Regions from separate parts of the Mus musculus genome. Here region 1 is linked to region 2. A link is a contact called in public promoter capture Hi-C data. All regions are on one chromosome and are shown on one strand. The core of a region is the stretch at or near the end of the contact, and the rest is flanking DNA. Distances in the headings are between cores, read along the strand shown.

What was found. Promoter capture Hi-C pulls out the DNA fragments that hold promoters and counts their contacts.
Region 1: a promoter capture Hi-C map of the HPC-7 cell line shows a contact between it and region 2, with 6 times the contacts expected there. The contact joins the enhancer-like site here to the promoter of 9230105E05Rik in region 2. A contact is called at or near these places in 21 of 39 promoter capture datasets (the 3T3-L1 cell line, 3T3-L1-derived adipocytes, the C10 cell line and 14 more), 2 of 15 datasets of contacts at CTCF or cohesin (the NIH/3T3 cell line and stem cell-derived epiblast-like cells), 1 of 484 Hi-C or Micro-C datasets (hemogenic endothelial cells), 14 of 115 datasets of contacts at active chromatin or transcription factors (acute myeloid leukemia, astrocytes, bone marrow-derived macrophages and 9 more) and 1 of 9 other capture datasets (embryonic stem cells).

The regions. Positions count from the first base shown.
Region 1 is chr10:120,861,009-120,868,189 of GRCm38.p6, reverse strand. All of the region lies in intron 2 of Msrb3 (methionine sulfoxide reductase B3), which reads left to right. Gm15910 (predicted gene 15910) reads right to left here. Exons shown (of 3, transcript NR_038023.1): 3 at 4,862-7,181. Among named protein-coding and RNA genes, the nearest start is that of Gm15910, 7.0 kb to the right of the region's middle. Within about 2 kb of position 3,154, at least 11 of the 459 cell types and tissues checked have an H3K27ac peak or open chromatin away from gene starts, as enhancers often do. A contact at or near this core is called in the HPC-7 cell line, bone marrow-derived macrophages and embryonic limb bud, where this site is marked.
Region 2 is chr10:120,385,531-120,392,514 of GRCm38.p6, reverse strand. 9230105E05Rik (RIKEN cDNA 9230105E05 gene) reads right to left here and starts at 2,992. Exons shown (of 3, transcript NR_040626.1): 1 at 2,886-2,992; 2 at 2,517-2,749; 3 at 1-1,631. All of the region lies in intron 3 of Hmga2 (high mobility group AT-hook 2), which reads left to right. 1700006J14Rik (a long non-coding RNA gene) reads right to left here. Exons shown (of 7, transcript XR_003948966.1): 7 at 5,607-5,778.

The DNA.
Region 1 (7,181 bases), core at 1,905-4,404, 480 kb before region 2:
TAAAGTTTGCGTGTCCAATGGGCCTCTCTTTTCAGTGATGGCCGACTAGGCCATCTTTTGATACATATGCAGCTAGAGTCAAGAGCTCCGGGGTACTGGTTAGTTCATAATGTTGTTCCACCTATAGGGTTGCAGATCCCTTTAGCTCCTTGGGTACTTTCTCTAGCTCCTCCATTGGGAGCCCTGTGATCCATCCATTAGCTGACTGTGAGCATCCACTTCTGTGTTTGCTAGGCCCTGGCATAGTCTCACAAGAGACAGCTACATCTGGGTCCTTTTGATAAAATCTTGCTAGTATATGCAATGGTGTCAGCGTTTGGATGCTGATTATGGGGTGGATCCCTGGATATGGCAGTCTCTACATGGTCCATCCTTTCATCTCAGCTCCAAACTTTGTCTTTGTAACTCCTTCCATGGGTGTTTTGTTCCCAATTCTAAGGAGGGGCATAGTGTCCACACTTCAGTCTTCATTCTTCTTGAGTTTCATGTGTTTAGCAAATTGTATCTTATATCTTGGGTATCTCTCCAACCCCCATAAATAAATTTTCATTTAACTTCTTTTACTTTAACAGTACCACAAATGCATGTTGCTTGAGATATATCGCCTCTCTCCGTCTGTTGTCTCTTTTGAACACTGATGTTGTGTGTGTGTGTTACTTCTGTGCATCTCTGGCAGTCAGGTGACAACTTATGGGTGTGTTGTTCTCTCGACCACATAGTTCCTGGAGATTGAATCCAGGTTGCCATCTTTGGCTGCACGTGCCCTTACCTACTGAGCCATCTTGCCTTCCCCAGCCTGTGTTTGATGTCTTTATTCCCTGTGGATGCTGGATGTTGTCCAGCACCAGACGTCACGTTCTGTAAATATGTGTGTCTTCCATTCTCACCACCCCATATTGACAAAAACCCAGAGAAACCTTTTTTTTTTTTTCTTCCCTTGGACTGGCAAATGAGTTGGTTAGGGTTTCTCTCACTTTCAAGGGTCATTCTTATTTGAAGTGCAGTGAGCGAGCTTGTTATCTACGCCTCTAATGGGGTTTTACTCTTTGAGAGGCAGGCACGCTGAGAAAGTTATTAGATTTAGCGACAGTGATACAAACTATTTGAACTTTCAAATTTAAAAAATGTCGTTGTGATGACGAGAACCCTAACCTTTACGACTTGGTACACAGAGGGAAAGAGGGCAAAATGGGAGGCATAGGAAATTAACATGAAATTTTTATTTCTTGCTTTAAATCCCTGTTCCTTGGCCCAAACCCATTACGACAGAAATGTCTGTAAATCAAAAAAGATTTTGGTTCCTTATCCCCATTAAATTTGAGTACTGAATAATAATTCAATATCGAATAGCAAATTAATTTTGAATAATTATTCAACATTGATTTTGAATAATAATTCAATACAAAATAACTCCAGAGCTAAAAGGAAATAATAATTGAAACAGGCTCCTAAGATTGATCGTAATGGGCTGGCCTGCTGGAAGCCTGTATCTCAGAAGTGATTTATCATTTTCCAGCTCTGGCTTGCCTTTCTCCTTATTTTTTTAATAATGCATAATTTTAACTAAGAGCTTATTAGGTGCATCTGAGTTATGGTTCACTCATGTTTGTCATTAAAGGTCATTTTTCTCACTCAGGATTTCTTGGTAATTTCCCACAACAGCTCCTGTAAGTATTATAAAGCACCCCGGGCCCGGAGCAGAAACTTTGACCACAGTTCTGTCCTTGGCTTGTGTGTGACCCTGGACATGTCTGTGAGCCTGCCCAGATTTCCTTCTCCTCTTCTTTAAAATGAAGAAGGAAAGTTAGATAATCTGTTCCATCATGGAATTCCGTGCTTTGTTTTTCTTCTTAGCTACAGTTTTCATTTCTGGCTGGAGGTGAATTACATCGCAAATGTCAGTATTAATTATTACTCCAGACCTACAGGAAAGTCTGCTAGGTAGTACTTGAGCACCAGAATCCTCGTCACTAAAGCAAGATGAAAGGACTATCCGAAGAGGGATCGTGCAGCAAAATTTGATGCACAGTTTTAATCCTAGGGAAAATTTGGTATTGCGGTGGCTTAGATCAGATAGCATGGTAGTTCTTGGCCAACTAGAGGCGCTGTCTAGATAGGTCTAGTTCTAGTTCTAGTGATAAGCCACACTTCACACCATGCACACAGGAAGCAGTTGAGACTCTGAAGTCACCTCATCGACCTGTTTAACAAACCAGCCCACGACTGCTAGGTCGTTTGGGAAGATAGCGTTCTAGTGAATAAATGAAAACTCCCAAGGGCTCATTCCGAAAATGGGGTTTGAAATACAAAGACCATGCTCTGTGAGAGGAGAACTAGTGAACCAGGGGCTTGCGACTCTAGAACGTGACACAGCGTCTGGTGGTTGGTATTTCTTAAACGAATATATATGCACACATATATACATACACACATGTATACATATACACATATACACACATATATACACACACTATATACATATTCACATATATACATACATATATATACACATACACACACATATATACACACACAAATACACATACACACCTATATATACACATATACACATATGTATACATACACACACATATATAAATATATATATACACACATATAAATGCACACACACATATGTACCATCTAGAATTTATTTGCCTTTTTCTCTAAAATAGTATGAGTTCATTGGTTTATTAGTTGTTTGAAGGTGCATACATAGTTCTTATACTTACTACGAGAATTAAGAACTCTGGCTCATCTGGTCACAGCTGTGGAGCAAATTAGTATGTTTGTACTTTATTGAGTACAGATGCACACAACAGCATCTCTGTAAAGCAAAAAGCACCATTTTCAATTAAAACTGACAATAGTTCATTAGCAGCAACTGGTGTTACATCTACTTTAAAATCACCCCGCCTACCCACTGGAACAGCACAGTCTCTGTTAGTGCTGTTAAAATAGGCCTGTTAAAATCCGGACCACCTCCTATGGTCTTCTAGGAAACAAACAAATCAACCAATCAAACAAACAGTTTTGTGGACACAATGTGTTTGTAGTTTCTCGTTTTCTATTGTTCTTGTTCTAAAACCCCTGGGCTCTGCGAGAGGAGCTCAGAGCCTGTTCTCAGGCAGACAGGAAACCACTGTGAAAAGGACCAGGGTTTGGTAGCCCTTGGTTCTCTGTTGCTGTCACTAGTACAGTTCTGATTTTTCTGCTCACCATTTCCACAAGTTCATCTCACCTAGATTTTTAATTATACTAACATTTTGAAGAATACATAGAAACACAGATATGTATGATGTGTACGTGTGATATGTGTGTGTGTGCATGAGCGTGTGTGTGTGTGTGTGTGTGCATGTGAGCATGCAGTTCTTCAGGCTTGATGCGGGGCCTCGTACATGCCATATACACTAACAGGCCAGGAGTGGTGTGTTTGTTTGTTTAAAGAGGGATAACTTTAAAAACAGAGACAAGTTTCTGCATAGTTTGCAACAGAATTAGAAAGCAGCTGACTGGTTGCTACACCTGCCTTCCAGTAGGTGGCGCTGGCTTTACATTTCTTTCACAGCTTGTACTGCAGTGTTAGCATTGAACACATAGGTGCATTGTAAAAATCTGAAAGTATGTAAGGAATATCCAGTTAAGAACATATGGATTTACGAACCACACTTTCCCTGCCTATACCGTGTTCCGACGATATGCGTAGAGTGAAACCTTTTTCGTTTTCAATAGGACTCCAACCCCCTTTACTCCGACGTTTCTTGGAAATGTCTTTCATATGTAGACTCTCTACAAACTAAAACAAGTTTTTGTAAATTAACTTATCTTGTACCAAATAGCTGATTTAGCAGTAATTTATAGCTTTATATGCAGCTAAATTTTCTGCAGCGGACCACCCAAGAATTAAAGAAAACTACACATTTTGTTTTGCCATGTTTTGGATTTTTATAGAATCTCGAGATGTTATTAGTTAAACATGTTGAATGTTAAGCATGGATCAGTTTTTGCATGAATGGAATATTTTAGGAAACTAGAAAAATTATATTTTAAATATTTATTAATGAGTTGATTAATGAGTTGAGTATTTTTGAAACAAGATTTAGTAGCTTTATAATATAGTAAAGCTTCAATTAATATGGAAAACTTGATATGTGGTGTTGTTTAAAAAATCATTTGTGGAGAATGCATATTTTGTCAAGGCCGATTTGTCACAAAATAATGTATATGTATAAATCCAAAGTGCCAGGCATATGCCTTACTAAACTTTGTTAAATGGCAAACAAATCAATAATTATAAAATCCATAGTGCAGTAGAATAGTCAAGAGAGGCATGGAGAATATCTTAAACACATTTCAGTATTTCTTCTTGAACATTAAGCATAACAATGAGTGTAAAAGATATAAAACATTACTGTCTCCAACACTTCTATAGGATAAGAAAGTCAGCGCCTTTAATCCCAGCACTCGGGAGGCAGAGGCAGGCGGATTTCTGAGTTCGAGGCCAGCCTGGTCTACAGAGTGAGTTCCAGGACAGAGAGCCAGGGATACACAGAGAAACCCTGTCTCGAAAAACAAAACAAAACAAAACAAACAAACAAACAAACAGTCAGGACAAGATGAATGTGGAGACACTGCTTAGCTAGGCTGGTTCTGCAGTTACCCATGCTCACAGAGATGTTGGAAACGATCAGAGAGGAATGACAGGATCTTCCCCGCAGCCCCTGTGCATGATGAAGCAGCGAGCCAGAGGGAACTGCAGAACACGCCCCATCACACCTGTGGGTTTTCACCATCAGTCTTGCCCAGTTTAGAGTTTCAACTGAAACAGTTTAGTCAGCAATCAAACTTTTCATGATTCCTTTTGCTGGATACATTTTAATTTAAAGTTATTTAAGCTAGGTTATTGAGACAGAGTGACAAAATGATAAATAAGCAAATGTAGATATTTTGTGCCTTCACATTTGAAAGCAACTATTTATGGGAAAGCTTAACATCTGTTAGAAATGCCTTAATTTCCCCCTTTATCTGTATTTAATACGCCCACACAAGTATCACTTATCTAAAAATGCTTCAAAAGTATTTACTAGGTACACAGTGGATTAATAAATTATATACTTGCACAGTTACACATATTAACTTTTATGATAAATACTTCTCCCTTCAACACTACTTTATGATGCTTATATTCAGCCACGCGATTACAGAGAACGGGATATTATTTTAAATCAATAGATTATTTGAATTTTAGGCAAGCCAGGAAAATCTACCATTGTAAATATCTTTACAGTTGTAATTTTATAAGATTTTACTGCCAGAATACATATTATCTCAGGATGACTCATTCCACTTGATTAATATTTTAATATCACCCATGTGATTTTATATAACTTAACCTCAAGTTTCAGAGCCTTTTACTATAGTTTTGGCATTGATGAAGAAACAAATTATATATTCCTTACTGGTTTGTTTTTATTACCAGTTTGCTGTGGGGCCCCGGAAGCATCCTTTTCTACCTTTTATTCCATGTCTTCAACTGTAAACTAAGAGTTATATAACATTTATTATTATTATTATTATTACTTTTACAATTAGACAGAATTCTCAAGTGTTACATTAGCCGAAAATTTCCCAAACCTTGTAAAATAGAACCTCCACTTCTTGCTATCCAAGAGAAGAAAGCGGAGAAAAGAAACCAGGGAGCAGCCGGCTAAAACCCGGAGAGGACGATGGGGTGGCCAGGCAAAGTATTTCTTGTTACAGGAAATGCTTGGATCCTGTAAAGTACCAGAAAGGCTGAGATTTTTGACTGGTTGATTCACTGCTCCATTCACACCAGAACCACGTCTGTCACATCACGGGCACCCGATGCATGTCTGTGGACCGGGTGAATGTCGGTGAACAAGCAGTGGTGGCGCCCGCCTTTAATCCCAGCACTTGGGAGGCAGAGGCAGGCGGATTTCTGAGTTCGAGGCCAGCCTGGTCTACAGAGTGAGTTCCAGGACAGCCAGGGCTACACAGAGAAACCCTGTCTCGAAAAAAGAAAAACAGAAAAAAAGAAAAACAAAACAAAACAAACAAACACCCCTTAGGCCTCAGAACAGTGCCTCAGGAAGATGGCCGCTGGAAGGAAGTACTTTACTGATGCTCTTGTGAGTCCTCATAGACACTCCCTTGTCGTTTAACTATAGAGGCAGGAGAAGGGTAAGAAATGTTTTGCTGCTTTCTGCACCATACGGCAGGATGGCTTCCTGGGACCAGATTTCACAGAGGACAGGAAAGGGTGTCAAGGACGAGGTAGCTGTACCTAGCGGGGCGTGGAGCTGGCAGGAGATGACCGTGTGCTTGGGGAATGTGAGTTAGCAGTAGTGGGGCATAGTAAGGTACCACAGAGCATGCGCTGAGGAGAGCGTAGTCAACGGCTGGGTACAACCTCCAGGTCCGGGCTCCTGTCACATAGGCGTGTGAGCACACCAGGTAACTTCTTCAGGCATTAACTGCTTCTTAGGGGTTTTAGTCTAGAAGCTTGTCAGTTTTCAGTTTATAAGATGAGGAATATTAGTTCTGTTATTTACCCTGTAAATTATCAGTTGATGCTACGATATATTACTGTCTTCATAAATTTGAATACTCAGCTTTTTCCACTCTACTATTTTCATAATGAGGATTCAGCTTAAAAAAAAACCAAAGTGATGGGGGTTGGTGAGGGGGCTCGGCTGTTAAGAGCACTGGCTGCTCTTGCAGAGGACCTGGGTCAGAGTCCCAGCATCCTCGTGGCAGATCCCAACTTTCTGCTAACTCCAGTTCCAGGGGATCCAGTGCCCTCTTCTGGCCTCTGCTGGTACTACATGCATGCTACACCTACTTTCAGGCAAAACACTGCTATCCATGAAATAAAAATAAATAAATCTTTAAGACAAACATTGTGATAAGGACATATGATAGTTTGGCAGTATTCTTTCCTCTTTCTAGTGGAGCATAGATAATGTACCACATTTTAAAATGTACAGTAATATGAGAGTCTTTCTGAAATGGACCACATGAAGGAATCAGGTTGATTCTCCTAACCTGATTTGACTATGGGAAATTCCCCCTCTCTCTTTCCAAGGGGAACAACAGGTTAGCATTTCTTTCAGGAGTCAATGTTTTATAAGATACTCTCTGGCCCATGCTGGATCAACAAC
Region 2 (6,984 bases), core at 1,743-4,242:
GGAACTACACTGAGGGAAACACACACAGGACCCCCTAGAACAGTTCATTTCCAAGTCCTTGGGAAAGTCACCCGACCCCAATCTCACCTGCGTGGCTGAGACTGAGTTGAAGCAGTCTGGACGCCAGAGTTCCCACTCTGTGCCTATGTTCTTATCTGCCTTTTGGGTCTGAGCATCAGACCCAGTAGGGGCATTTAGCGATTGCTCCCTGAAAGGAGATCAATCCTAGGCTGGCACACAGTTCTTCACTCTTTATCCTTGTGGAGTGAAGAGAAGTTAAATGCAAACCACTATAAAGTGCTCAGGTGAAGATCGAGGCATGTGGCATCCGGTAGATTTTTGCAGGAGGCCATGAGCTGCAGACCCTGGGCGTTTTCAGCTCTGTGCCACCTGGAGGTGAATGTGTCTGTCGCCACATGAGTTCCTGCATGGCGGAAGTAAGATGTGAGAGGGGCTGAAACAGAGCTATTATTGACTGAAGGCCCATAAAGCTGTTTTTAGAAAGACTGTTGTAGGGGGTGGGGGTGGGGGGTGGGGAGGCGCTTCCTTAGAGAAGGGGGATATTATGCATCCTCTTTCCATTAAGTCTATTTTGGGAAGAAATTACAGAGGATAATATATGATCAACTCTGAGCAACACAGCCTCTATTCTCATTAAGCACTTGCTCAGCCCAAAATAATTTCTCCGTTCTCAGGGATGCTAACCCAGGACCATCAGCATCTCCACTAAATCACGCTGTTTATTAAGGAAGTGCTGAATTTTTTAAGTGTGAATTTTCGCCCCTAGAATTCCCAAGCAAAGGGGAACAACAGGGCTGCTTGCAGCCACAGGGGCGGCCTGCAGCCAGGGCGCCGTTTGTTTTCCGAGCAGCATGGGGTTTCCTCCTCTGGGTTGAAGATTTATCAGCCTTTGGCAACTCCTCCAGTTACTGCGGACAAGTTTACTTCTCAATAGCTTTACAAATTGCGTGTTTAACTTTGTAGAATCAATTCCTGGGAGGTAGGGAGAGAAGTGGAGGGCTCCTCCGAGGCTCGAGGCTCGGGAGAGCGGGGCTCACCCTTGAGATTTAAGGCGGCAGCACCCGTTTACCTCCGTGTGTGCCACAAGGTGAACGGGTTCTTTCCCTTCTTTCTTTTTTTCCCATCTGCCCACAGTTGGCACGTTCCGTACGGGCAGTGACTTAAAACTTTAAAAGATAGCGACCGAAATGTTCAGTAATAAGTGTCTGTTTAATCATTAAACAACCACCATTTTCTCTTGCCCTTTAAACCCACCTTCAATCAGCTCGGACGCTGGTTTATAGTCTTATTTACTACAAAGATCACAAAGGAAGGGCTTTTGGGGGACCACTAGCTGCAGCGCCAGGAGAAAGAAAACAAAGGTCTTCTTGCCTCTAGCCCTTGCTGTGGTCACCGCTGGCCACTGTTAACTGTGGTTAATATTGCTGCTTGACTGCAATGTGAACAAGGTGTGTCATGGCAGTTTCTGAGTGAGCATCACCAGGGTTCCTTTCTCTTACAGGAGTAACTGCGCTGCTCTGTGGCTCTCTTTCAGCACGTTTGAGTTCTGTCACTAATTTTAAAAGAAGCACATAGCACACAGGTTTTGAACTGGCCTTTCTCATCCAGACCTAAAAAGAAAAAAAATTTTTTTTAAATTTAAAAAAATTTACTTTTTACAAATGGCTTCCTCTTTCCTCACTTCAAGATGGTTACCAGGTACCATACTTTGAGGAACTGAATGTGGTTCCCATGGTGGGTGGAGGGGGGACATGACAGTTTCTCAAAATGTTGTCTGGTGAGGTACCATCTAAGGCCCTTAAAAGGGCCATGATTTTGTATGGACATGGGGTGTTCCCCAAACAGCTTGTATACCTTATGACTCCTGCTTTGCTGCTCAGTATATAAAGCACACTGAAAACAACCAGCCCTTTGAAGTGGCCAGGTAAGAGAGAGATTTGGTAATTAAAAAACAAAAAGCTGTACTTGGCAGAATTTGAAAGTGATCTCCATTTGCACATTTGCACGGGAGAAGTGTAAATCAGAGAACTTAAGAGATTTGCTTAATGCTTCCGAGAGACTTGGGAGCAGAAAATGAGTTAGAAGCTGGGATTTTTTCCTTGTGATGTGGGCTTTCCAAATGTCTTTACTAGATCAGTGCAAATGTCTTCTGATTCTGCACTTAGACCCTAGAACTCACTGGGTTCCATTCATTTATATCCTCCTCTTCCTCCCTGACCCCATTCTCTTTTTCTCCCCCCTTCCAGCACTCTCTCTTTCCCTCTCAGTTCTGCTCTCTCTTTCCCTCTTGCTCTCTCCCTCTGTCCCTCTCTCTATCCCTCCCTCCCTCCCTCCCTTCCCAACAGGTCACACTCACAAACATTCTGACCTTCCAAGCAAACAACCCAGCCCCTCCTTTACTTTAAGCTTTTTCATTTTCTGAATTTTTAAAAATTTAAACTTGGACCGTGCACAGCAAACTTGTAGAACCTAAATCAAGACATTCAGGGACCTACCCGAGTTTTTGTATAGTCTTGGACACTGAGCCCACAAGGGCTACACTTCTCTGCTCTTGGAACCATTTCCTGTGTCCATAGTCGGGGCAGGGGGCCCTGTGAGGGACTCTGACAAGGCCACCTCAGGTCTCCCGTCTTCCCTGTGGAGGTGTGGTGCCCGCCACACACTGGCTATGGAAAGCAGTGATGATTGTTGTTCTTTCTCAGAGCTCACTGACCACAGAGCTTCACATCTGAAGACGAATGGAAGACACTGGTCATTGTTTTGAATGAGAAAAATGTTTGATGCTGTGCATTTTGATCATATTCTTTTCCTTCTCCTACCTCCTCTCAGATCCTGGGAAGATGCTGCTAAATTTAAAGACTCACCTTGGTTTGATCTTCTCGTCTCTTCTCTTCTCTTCTCTTCTCTTCTCTTCTCTTCTCTTTTCTCTTCTCTTCTCTTCTCTTCTCTTCTCTCCTCTCCTCTCCTCTCCTCTCCTCTCCTCTCCTCTCCTCTCCTCTCCTCTCCTCTCCTCCTCTCCTCCTCTCCTCCTCTCCTCCTCTCCTCCCCTCTCCTCTCCTCTCCTCTCCTCTCCTCTCCTCTCCTCTCCTCTCCTCTCCTCTCCTCTTTTTTCCCTTTTCACAAAAACAAAATCGATTTCAGTTAGATCTTTCTAAAAGGATGTGTACTGAAATAGCTAATCCACCCTGGGAAAGCAATCTTCGAGGTATTTCAAGTCATTTCTGTCGAGCACTTTGGGGAATACCTGTTTCGAGTCCACTTTATACAAAGCTCAGCTGAAAGTTGACTTTAAGGAGACTATTCAGTCAAGTCACTGAACCGGCAGCAAAACTGGCTGTCTGCCCTTGCCCGAGTAAGTCACTGATCCATTAAATGAACTTCTGTAAAGTGTCAGGATGTCGCAGCAGGCACAAAAGTGTATGGCGTTTGGTAGGAAACAGAAATTGTTCTGTGACAGTAAGTAAGGCCCATAGGTGGAAGGAAATCTCGAAAGGTGGACGTGTGTGTGTGTGTGTGTGTGTGTGTGTGTGTGTGTGTGTGTGTGCGTGCGTGTGTGTGTGTGTGTGACAGTTCAGAGAAGCTAAACTGGCAGAGACCATTTTCAGAGCCCAAGGTATTGTGAGTCCTGACCTAGTTGAATGCTTCTAAGACAAAGGCGCCTCCAGGAACTCCTTTGTCCTCTGATGTACGTCTTAATGTCTGCACAAACGCTTCTTTCCTGTGGCTGGACAGTAGGAAGTAATCTATCTTCACTCCTATTTGGTTTGTAAATAAAACTCTGAAAGGGGTCTACTGACCTCTAGACAGGCGGGCGTTCTCCAATTTGTTCCTCTTCACTCTTGGAGTTAAGTCAAAGCGCATGGCCAAGACTACCACCTCTGTCCTTCCGGGACTGTCTACAAAAGACTGAAAAATGTGCCCACACCTGCCCTCTGCAGGGCTGGCTCACTTCCAGCTCTAACGGGGGCAGTGGAGAACTTGGGGGAACCAGAGCTCATATAAGCACTCTGCCTTTGCCCACTGAAATTACAACATCTGTGACACTCAGCCCCCAAAGGGACCCTGACTGTGTCTCCTGCCAGCTCCTTTGCAGCCACTGGGACTCTGTGCCTTGGAATAGCTAAGCCGCCTGCCATTTCCTCCTTTCAAATAATGAAACGTGGAAATGCAAATCTCCTGGGCAAGCTCCAAGTATTAGGTGGTATTTCCTTAATATATTGCTTCTGATCCTTTGGGGGAATCAACATTAGAAACTGACTTTGGAAAATGAAGACGCCATCAAAGTTCTATATTTTGAATAATCAGTATCTTAATTTTTTACAAAGATGACCTAAGTTTTCTTATGTATCACCTTGAATTTTGTAACTTGGGGAGGGCGAGAATGATGATATTGAACAAGGGAGCGCCCTAATTATTTGAGACTTTGAAAAAAAAAAGAAGGGAAAAGGTATATTTTTTAAGGTTTACTGCTGAGCTTTGCTGTTAACTGGGTGTTTGGATATTTACCATCTGCATACAGAGTTAGGCATGGGGCCGCTAAGATGGCAGACTGGAGCTGCACTGGAGGGAAAGACATCTGTATTTTTCACTCACTTGCACAGTAGCCCTAAAATTTTCAAGCTTGCTTTTTGTTCAGCATCAAAGAAAGGTTGTTTTATAGTTACTGCATTTTCCTTTTTTTTTTTTTTTTTTTTTACCCACATGTTCCATGAAAGGGGTGAGAGGCACTGAGTTCTTCTATTTATTCTTTGCAAAGTTACTGTTTTGCCCATGGTCCTTCTGCATACCGTTGCGCTGGATAGGAAAACATAATTTTGTTCTTTTTTTTTTTTTTTTTCTCTTCCTTTGAAGGAAAAAAAAAATTTAAGAGGTTTAAATACCATTCACGTTTTGGAATTTCCTTCTTTATTTCCTCCTAAACCGCCGTCTCCCAACTATATAAAGCAATCCAATGTTGAAAGAGTTTCACTCCTATAAAGACCTTTTATATGATTATAACCCCCCTGTTTATCAAGGGCTACAAGAACGGGAGCCAGGAGCTAACTGAGTTTATAGCTATGTGTCTATGAATATACGTGTTTGTGGGCAGGGAGGTCTCCATATATCCCCAAGTGTGTCCAAATGCTCACAGCGTTTTTAGCATACAAATTGCCAATTAAACATCTACAGTTTTCCATCCCCTCTACAATTTTGAATGTGGGACCTATTAGCTGATGGGAGAAGATTGACACCGTCAGTAGCAGACTAAAATGCTTAACAAATCCAAGACACTGAGCTTTGTCTGAGTCTCTGGCCCTTGGCTCGGCTAATTAAATATTGCGTTAATTAGCCTCGTTCCTTAACTGTTTCTTGATCTCTCGGTAGAAATTTGTCTTTGGGGGTCCAGGTTCTCAAGCGAAAGGAACAGCTTAGGGCCCATGAAGGAGAACTGTCTTGACTGCTACCGAGAGATGGAAGGAGAGGTCCTCCTATTCTCTTCCTCCTTCTGAATAGCCAAGGACCTTAGCCCAGAGAATGGTGCCCACCCACTTTGAGAGTACTCCTCCTCCCCATTATAGGTTTCTGGAGATACCCTCACAGACACACCTAGAAGTACGTTTCCCTGGTGATGCTAGCTCCAGTCCAGCTGACCCTGGGGATCAACCACCACGTCCATCCTTCAGCCTCTTTTCTAACATCCATCTGAGCAGCCTCTTCGTTCCGAGATGGTTTCTAAGTATCTCTTTTCCAACATCCATCTGAGCTGCACTGTTATTCCTGGATGGTTTCAAAGTATCTGTCAGCTGCCTAAATTCTTCTCTCACACATGGTTTCTAAAATTACCTATATGTTCACGGCACTCCTTCCGAGAGAAGAGAATCCTCACATCTCCTAAAGAGAAGGTGCTATGAGCATTTTCAATCCTGATTTAGATAAGTGAGCGTTCTGGGCGATCTGCTACCCCACACAGCCAAATAAGCGGGCTACAGCTTCTCAACAGTGGTGGCTTTCTGAGCATTCAAAAGTCACAGAGAGGGTAAAACAAGCATTGCAGGAGTCTGGTGGCCATTTCCTGTGCTCAGTCCTTTCTCCTCATTATAATAATGGTCACATTGTTTACTAGTGTTAGCATCTTTCTTATCCTTTGATGTTTTGGCTTCTCATTAGAGAACTACTGGAGCGCATGCCACCGAATGGTTTGTTCCATGCAGCCCACCGGCACATTTACACTCCTGTGTTTTACTATCTAATATGTGGTGGCCATAACCGGAGAATGCAAGACGTGCCTTCAGAAGAACCCTGGCCCCTATAATTTTTACCAAATCATGCTTCGTCATGCCCCCGTTTTCCCCAGTGCCATGCAGCGTGCACAGATGCATGCTGAGCAAAACTGGGGAGCGCTTCGGAGCTTTGTAAGTGAATGTGATCTACATATCGGGCGAAGGACTGGGAAATGTACACCCTACCCTGCAGCCTGGCAGTTGTCACAGGACTAACTTGTACCCTCTTAGCTGACTCCTGAAGGAGCCCGAGAAAGCCATACAGGTGTCAGGAGAGAGACCCAGCCACTCTGAGGCAACTAAGCAACTAGCTGTTCTCTGAAGGACTTAAGGGCACTGCAGAGCAGACTGGGGGAAAGAGCTGTTCCCTTTACAGGAATCCCAGCAGAAAGCAACACAGAAGAAGGTGTCCACTCCCCTAGGACTGGAGTTATAGGCAGTTGTGAGCTGCCCTGGTGGGGGTACTGGGAACTGAACCCAGGCCCCCTGCAGGAGCAATAAGTGCTCCTGAGGGCTGAGCCATCTCTCCATCCACAAATGCAATAAACTGCAAGCTTCTTTCTAAAGAAATTCCCTACAGTGGTACATTTTAAAGACTGCCTCTCTTTCCCAGAAACACCCCTCCCTCCCCCTCCCCAGAGCCTTTAAAGACTGCCTCTCTTTCCCAGAAACACCCCTCCCTCCCCCTCCCCAGAGCCTTTAA